Regions from separate parts of the Anas platyrhynchos genome. Here region 2 is linked to region 1. The links are chromatin contacts, called in public Hi-C maps. All regions are on one chromosome and are shown on one strand. Each heading gives the region's core, a stretch centred on a gene start, on an enhancer-like site or on the middle of the called end of the contact. The rest is flanking DNA. Distances are from core to core; before and after follow the strand shown. Region 1 holds the start of EIF4E (eukaryotic translation initiation factor 4E). Region 2 overlaps TSPAN5 (tetraspanin 5).

The links. Hi-C and Micro-C count contacts between places; a contact is called where the count stands out from the background.
Region 2: a contact with region 1 is called in a Hi-C map of skeletal muscle, with 1.9 times the contacts expected there. The contact joins the enhancer-like site here to the promoter of EIF4E in region 1. A contact is called at or near these places in 2 of 8 Hi-C or Micro-C datasets (skeletal muscle and subcutaneous adipose tissue).

The regions. Positions count from the first base shown.
Region 1 is chr4:10,869,383-10,873,495 of IASCAAS_PekinDuck_T2T, forward strand. It overlaps EIF4E (eukaryotic translation initiation factor 4E), which reads left to right and starts at 1,956. Exons shown (of 7, transcript XM_038179007.2): 1 at 1,956-2,048. The coding sequence starts at 2,031. It overlaps LOC101794146 (a long non-coding RNA gene), which reads left to right. Exons shown (of 3, transcript XR_011808862.1): 3 at 1-502.
Region 2 is chr4:10,977,089-10,981,201 of IASCAAS_PekinDuck_T2T, forward strand. It overlaps TSPAN5 (tetraspanin 5), which reads left to right. Exons shown (of 8, transcript XM_027457262.3): 3 at 1,230-1,376; 4 at 2,710-2,880. Among named protein-coding and RNA genes, the nearest start is that of TSPAN5, 63 kb to the left of the region's middle. Within about 2 kb of position 2,108, at least 2 of the 8 cell types and tissues checked have an H3K27ac peak or open chromatin away from gene starts, as enhancers often do.

The sequences.
Region 1 (4,113 bases), core at 706-3,205:
TCTCCTCCTGCTGTGTTTCTACTGTTCATGTGATTGGGTGTCATTTTTAATCATGACCAGCCGTCTAAAATACGGGCCTCACTGTACTGTGTGAGGATCTTATTTCTAAAAATCGTTCCATTTAATTTTTAGACCCTCCTTGTAAATTAGGGGTAAATTAGGGGTGGAACCTTGGCATCTTTTGATCTCCTGTGAAACCATCAAAAATCTGAGCTGTGGTAGGTCTCATTTTGTGAGAACCTGAACCCTGCTATTTGCACACAGCAAAGCAATGTTTTTCTTCCACAGCGGTTGGAATAAATTTCTCCGGACTCCTAATTTATTTAATCAAGGGCCAAGGGGTAGGGAAAATATAGCTGCTGCAACCCCTGTAGTTGTGGTTAGAAATACACTTCTAACTGGCAGTGGAATGGGACTGGGACAGCTGAAATAGTGGAACAAAAAGCAAAACATCAGCAAAATGTCAAGACCTTTCAGTTTTTAAATGAGTCACTTTCACCTATGTCTTCTCTTTAAGAGGACACCATCTCTAAGGATTCTGTATTTAGAGATATTATTTTCTGAGGATAGGAACAAACACGATTGTTCTCCCAAAAACATAGCCCTTTAGTAAACTGGCTTTATGGTTGTCACTGACACACAAATGCTGGATGTCGGCCTGCCTCTAGTTTCAGACACCAAGGGAAGACGACACATCTTTAAGGCCACTATGTGCAAGCATGACCTCAGCTAAAACCCAAAATGCTCAGTGGCCCACCAAGCGGTAGACATTTGGCTGGAGGACAGCATGCCCCAGTGTGCCTCGCAGTGCTTTAAACTGCCTGAGGGGCTTAGGGATGCAAAGACCAATGTCCCCAGGAGGGCGGGAGCTGACGGGAGCTGTCCTTAAGGGATGCAGTGCCCTGGCAGCCCTTGCCCCCATGCAGGCATGTCTGTGGAGCTAGGCACGATTCCTGGCACTCTGAATTACTGCGGAGAGCCTGTTTTGTGCCAGACAGAGACACGTGTCTGCCAGCCGTGATTTTCTGTGCTTCATCTGCCAGCAAAGTGCTCAGCTGGTAGCGTTGTGTGCCTGTGCCTTCCCCGCCGGCACACACCCTGGGTTGCATTTCTGTGCTGGGATGAAATGGCTGGACATTGCTGGCTTCTGCTGCTGTGACACACGGGCTGCAGCAAGCTTTGACCAAGTCCCTGATCTAGGGGATCGGACTGGGTGTCCAGGGCTTGCCAGCTTATTCCTAACTTTTAAGCATCCAGCACCCTTGTCAAAGCTGGCTTGTTCTTTGGGTGGACAGCACTCCTCCCTTCCCTCCTCCAGCACACCTCGGCCTCCTCTCAGAGATAAATAGTGATGAGACCGGAGGGAACAGCCTCAAGTTGTGCTGTGGGAGGTTTGGGTTGGCAATGAGGAGACATTTCTCCTCAGAAGGAGCACTCAGGCATTGGGACGGGTTGTCTGGGGAGGTGGTGGGGTCACCGTCCCTGGGGGTGTTCAAGGAGAGGTTGGATGTGGTGCTTGGGGACATGGTGTTATTGGTGGTAGGTGATATTATTGGTGTTGGTGATATTATTGGTGGTAGGAGACGGTTGGAGCAGATCCCGGAGGTCTCCTCCAACAGCAGTGACCATGCAGCGAGCCGCACCACGCTGCCGCGCATCCATGTGGGGCAGCGAAAAGCAGCACAAAACAACACACAAAACAACCGGGGCACACAGAACAAGAGCAGCAGGCGATGCAGAGCACCGAGCTGCCCTTCCCTCAGCGATTTGAGACAGCGACCGCCTCACGGGGGGCTCCCAAATCCCTCCCCCCCCCTCAGCCCCGGGGGGCCGCCTCTCCCCACGCCTACAACTCCCATCAGCCACCGCGCCGCGCCCGGCGGCGCCATCCTCCCCTCCCATCCCCTGAACGGCCGCCGGGCCCACGTGACGCCGGCCAGCCAATCGCATGGCCGGATTCCCTCCTCCCCCCCCCCTCCCTCCCTTCCCTTCCCCGCCCCGCGGCGCTGGTGCGGCCGGACCGACCTAAGATGGCGACCGTGGAGCCGGTGAGCGCTGCGCCGCCGCGCGCCTCCCCCCCCCCCCCCTTCATCCTCCTCCTCCTCGCCTTTCTCCTCCTTTTTCTCCTCTTTCTCCTCATCCCCTGCTTGTCCTCGCTTCGCCGCGCTGGCACCCGGGGCTGTGGGGCGCGGGCGGCGCCGGGCGGCTCACGCGGCGCGGCGGGGGTGGCCATGTTGAGGCGGGCGGGAGGGCGGGCGGCCCCTCATGGCAGCGGGACGGGGATTGGGGGGGGAGGGCTTCGAGTCGGGGTCCCCCCCCAGCTGTCTGTGGGCACCCCGGGGTGGGGGCAGCTGGGGGTGGAGGGAGGGGGGTGGGGGCTCTGCTGCTGCTGTTCATGTGTAAAAATCCACTATCTTTTGTGAGGGAGGCGGTGCTGCGCTCTGGCCGGTTGGTTCTCGTGGTTTTCTCGCCTTTAATAAATAAAAATCGCCCAGTTTTTACTTGCGAGGGAGGTGGAAGTGTCGCGGTGTTGGTAAATGGCCTGACAGTTGACCAAGGCCGCACCGCGGGGGGGTGAAGTGGCCAGCAGCGCCCTTCCCCTGCTCGCCCGCCGGGCTCCAGCGCTTGGTGGTGTGCCCAAAACGCGACCCCGGGGTCAGCGGAGCCTTTGTGCCAGCTGGGAGCTCGGCAGGTGGGAGTTTGGTGGCCCTGAGTAATTGAAGTGGCACTAAAGGCATGGCTTTGACTCTTCTTGGCCTGGGAGCCTCTCTCCACACTATTCTCTGTTCACTATTCACTATTCTCAACTATTCATTAATTTTTGCACAAGCCCGTGATCATATATCAAATCAGGCCCGGCGCCTTATCTAGCCCCAAATAACTAATTTTACCAAACCGTTTCCCAACAAGTTTGCTTCCCCAGATCCACTTTATTGTGTGGTAGTTGCTGTGCTGCCCCAGTAAAGCTAGAGGATAGGGAAACACTTCGTAACACCTCTGAATATTCTGCTTTGTTCAAAATATACTCGACTTAAATAAATATCAGCCGTACTTGTTTATTTTCAAATTTACTTAAATAATTTCTGTTTATTATCCTTTCAGGTGGCTCACAAGTCTCCTACCTACGCTTCAAGTTAGACCTACATTGTAACTGAGATTATAGATGCTTGATGTTGCATAAATCCTGTGTGATTTTCAGTTGTGTGTGTGTGTGTTTAGGGATCTGATTACCCTGTGATCATAGGGAGCGTTCTTGCAGACCTTCAAAATCTGGACCTAGGTTTGTAGAGAAGTCTTTTTTAGCAAACGTGATAGAAGTCATTGCAAGAAGTATTCCGTGCAACTGCAAGGTAACCTCGATTCTCTAATTAAGTTAAAGGGGAAAATAGGCTAGGGAGTGAAAGAAAAGGGCAGTATCAGCTGTCCCTCTTAGCCCTGTGTGATGCTTCCCTAGTGTGAGATGTGTCTCTGCTAATGCAGAATACTCATTAATGCATTTCTTTTTAAATGCAGGGTCCTGCTCAAATCAGCGATGTGTATAGAACTCGCGTGTTCTCAAATGTAGCATGCATTTTATGTCCGGTTAAGAGGCTGGAAAAAACTATTGAAACTATTTAGGAATATTGAGAATCGAGGTTAGGGTACTGTAAAGACTTCCGTGGAAGTTGGGAAGAACAGGAAGGTTGTTCTAGGTAAATATAAGCCCACTGCACAGGGTGCAAGGAAAGGAAGACTTGAACCTCTGCAAAACTGAAAGGTTAAGGCTGTCCGCTTATCTTGTGCTATCCAGGTGGTTGCTCTTTTAAGATGATTCCAGATTAATTTGCTAGAATATGCAGAAATGTGTCCTGTTAGTGTGCTTGCATTTGTAGCCTTTGGGGATTGAATGTGATAAGATAACAGCGTGCAGAGGTCCACAAAGTCAACAAGAAAACCAGTAATAACGCTTTAGTAAACAGCAGTTTACCAAAGGTGACTCTAAAACGTAGCCGTGCAGGGCTAAGTTGCAAGTGGGGATAAATTGCGTGGAAGTAACTCGGGTGGGAGCACCTGATCCCTTATCGCTCGTGCTGGAAGTGGGCATTGTGCCTGTTTGCTTTGCTCTGTGACAGT
Region 2 (4,113 bases), core at 858-3,357, 110 kb after region 1:
GGAGTACGGACAGGAACAAGAAAAAGGATGAAGTACTTGAGAATAAATCTGCAGATACAGAGCTGTAGAGGAGAAGGTTTGTGTTGTTGCTTTTCAAACCACAGCTCATTCAGGAGTTAACAGAGAGAAAAGTAGTCCAAAGCACTCAGCGTGGGCTCAGGCTTCTCTGAGAGAATACATGGAGAAACGTCCACTACAGCAGCGTGCTTTGCATCGACCTATGGCACCAGGGAGTTGAATGAAGAAATAGTGATACTTCAGCTTTTTTGCTGCCAAAAAGCTTTGGGAAATTGTAACTGTTCCTGTGCAAGCTCACTGGAATAAGGAAAACTTTGTGTTTGCTCCTTGACGTGACCCATCTGTTCAACATCAGCCAAACTCTGGTTAAAATGTGTTCAGAAAAATAAAATAGTTCCTTGGGACTACTGGCGTCGCAACCCAAGCTCCATTTCTGAGGAGGCAATGGCATTACAAGCAGACCGTGCTGACTGTCATATCTAAAATACAGCATATGTAATCTACCATATGATAGGTATGACCTAAGCTAGTGCAAACCGCCTCCTAAGACAAGTCCTTGAACTGCCTTCTGTCCTTCTAAGAGACTTAACACTAATTTCAGTTTTTCTTCCAGCTAACTGATTAGTCAGTAGCCATACTTATATCGTGACTTTTTGATGTGTAGATGACTGAAGTTTTAATCGAGCTTGTCAAAATCTGTTGCTGCAAAATGCTGCAGTTAACCTAGGAGCTCACTTCTAATTTCTGTCACTTGCATGTAGTGAGCCTAAATGCTAAATTCAAGATGTGCTTGCTGTTGACTGATTTTTCTATCAGAACATTTATAACTGTGTGCTTACATAAACAACGTATATGATACCTCCCCATGGGTAATAAAATTGAGGTAAATTTTATTCGAATGTCTATTCTTACTTTCTGGCAGACTAATTCTTCTGGCTACAGATGCAGCAAAATGCCCTGTGGGCTTTTTGCAGAAGACTCTAGAAGCACGTTTTGTTTTCCATTCCAGGTGTTGATTCAGAAATACTCTACTTACTCGCCCTTTTCATCTCTTCATTGGATGCAAAGATCTTATTGTGTTTTCTTGTTGTACTGAAGGACATTTATTTGCTGTATGCCTCTCCCTTTTTAAAAAGGAGAAATGCAAGCCGAATTTGTACAACAGAAAGTTTGAAGACATCTGTTATACCTTGGCATTGTTTCTTTCCCAGGGAGTGCTGTCCAACATCTCCTCCATCACCGACCTGGGAGGCTTTGATCCAGTTTGGCTCTTCCTCGTGGTAGGAGGAGTTATGTTCATTTTGGGATTTGCAGGATGCATTGGAGCTTTGCGAGAAAACACCTTCCTTCTCAAGTTTGTAAGTAGCCTTTGCAACTGTGGCACTCACTGGTTACATGGCGTAAGTCACCTTCTGTATTCCTGCTTAGCTGTGTAAAGGCCTTAAAATGCCTTTTGGGGGGCGGGATGTGCTCCTGATGAGAGTACTGCTCTCTGAACTACAGCTTTTCGTGTGGACATAGCCTAACATTTTGCCTTCCTGCTGCTACAAGAGAAATTTCAGCTAGGAATCTGCATGGTGAACCTTGAGTCTGTGTTTTCATAGCCATTAACTGCTGATATACACAAAAAGGGTTCCAGTGAAACAGCTGCCTTCAAGTGCCTGATTTGGCTCCCACAAACTCATTGTATTGCAGGAGGAGGCGGTTGACAGTTACGATTCTTGAGGCATTTTTAAAGCAGCTTGGGATAGTTCTAGTTTGCTCTTGCTTTAAAAAAAAAAAAAAAAAAAAAAAAAAGGAAAGAAAAGCTATTGTAACATTTTTTTTTTTCTTCTGCCTTGCTTCTCTCAGCTTGCCTAAAATGAACCCATCTGCTGTACCAGAAATAGCTTCCTATACGGCAGCTGATGGAGAAATTAAAAATGCATCTGAACAAACACAGAGAGCATATTAAAAAGAAACTTAAAGAGGCAGTTGCAAAAGAGATGGACTTCCAGTAGATGAGGACCCCTGTCTGTTTAAAACACTGTGGGCTCAGTGGAGATGCTTAGAGAAAGTGGCAGATCATTAGTAATGCCTTTGGCATCCATTGCATTTGCATTAATCATCACAGCCTCATTTGGTTTTAATGTGGATGTGAGTCATTCCATAGACATTCCTCTCTGACTTAATCATTAATTAATTTCTGCTGTTACCAATTTTTTTTTTTATTTATTTTTTTTTTTTGCTTTACCCGCTTAGGCAAAGCTTTACCAGTGAGGAAGTCTAAGGAAAAAGTCACTCAGAAAGCATTTCATTGGCTTTATTGTTTGTTCTTTGCCTTTGAAAATGGGAGTGCCTACACAGAAATTTAAGATGAGTTTTCAGAGAGCCCTGGCAGGTGGCCATCTCTGTTGAAATTTACAGTGAACTCCCTTGGGCCTCTTTGGAAATTCCAGTGAAATGTCCTGCTCTGGGTGCCAAAGTTTGAATTCATTGGCATTTTTATTATTTGCTAGAATAGAATTAAGAGTCCTGTACTACAGCTCTAATTAAAAATGGTGTATTTTAAATTTAAAGTGTATTGTGTGCCGGAATAGCTTGAGCTTGCACTGAAACAAAGCCCTACCACCAGATATAATTGGGAGCCTTGAAAAATAAATTTTTGGCCAGAAGGCAAAATAATTCAAACCTCTTTCTTTTTCTTCATAGTTTTCTGTGTTTCTTGGAATTATTTTCTTCTTGGAGCTCACTGCTGGTGTTCTAGCGTTTGTTTTCAAAGACTGGATCAAGGACCAGCTTTATTTCTTTATAAACAACAACATCAGAGCATACCGAGATGACATTGATTTGCAAAACCTCATAGACTTTACGCAGGAATATGTAAGTTGGACTATGTTTATTTTTTCTTGCTTGCTTTAAATAAATACGTTCTCTCTCTCTTTTTTTTTACTTCCCATCTGTTTGGTCTTTTCAAGAAACAACAGAAATATTCTAGCATATATAATCCTTGTTATCTTTACAGAACCTGTACATACCCACAGCACCTGTGAGAAGTGGCTTGTTTGTTGGTTTTGGTTGAAAACTATTAAGTTGGAGAGTTGGGCTGACTTACTCATGAAGCTTTTCAGAGTCAGTGTGTCAGATGGAGTAGCTACCATCAGTCTTGTGTTCAGGTTGTTGGAGCATATTCTGTATGTATCTAAAAAGCTATTTTAGGTGTTGTGGCAGGTGACATGCATTCAGCTCTGGGATGATGGCAGTGGTGTTTTAGCAACATGAGAGGTGCCACACATCACACTGCGGAGTGGCAGAGGTGTTTGGCTGACCTGAGTGAACCTACAAGGTTCTTTCTCTTTACCAAGACTTAATGCAGGTAGCCTAATGAAGTGGGAAACTCAAAGTTCTGGCAAGAAATCTCTAAATGATGCCCCACCTGCACCTGGGGGGGAAGGAAGAGTGAGGCCAGAGATGCACATGTTTGTGCAGGTGGTTTTGCCAATACGTTCTCACTCCAGTACTTCTGGAATGTGCTTATGAACTTCACTCTGAATTTGGCCCCGTGTAGCTACACGGTTAAGTGTTGGTTGAAATCGTCGTGTCTCTGATTTTTATCTATTCTGCAAATAAATTTATTCGATGTTTCATTTGCTTTTATATCCCCTGGGGGGAAAGGGACCGAGTAACAGGATGTGGATCCTTGCGCTGGTTTGAATATTTTCTGGTTTGGAGAAGGTCAGAGGACAACACAATCTGAAAGCACTGCTACATGCGTGTGCAACCAAAAGGCTGCAATCCAATTTTGTAGCAAGCTGGCACTAGATAAAACCTGCTCTCCTAACGGGATTAGCAGTCCTGACACTTAAGTCGGGAACTGCATGAGTCTGGAGAGCAAGCCACTTTTTCAGCTAGTAGAGATAAGATGAAGACAAGATGCTTCTGGTGTTAGAGGGACCTGTGTTACATCCACAGAGAGAGAATTTCCGTTCCAACGCTTGAAAGTGCAGTTAGCTTGATTTATTAACTATTTTTATTATTATTTACCTGGCATAGATGGGTTAAATGCGCTAGATTCCTGAGTGCTGTAAACTGTCAGTGCTCCACTGATCTCCGGTC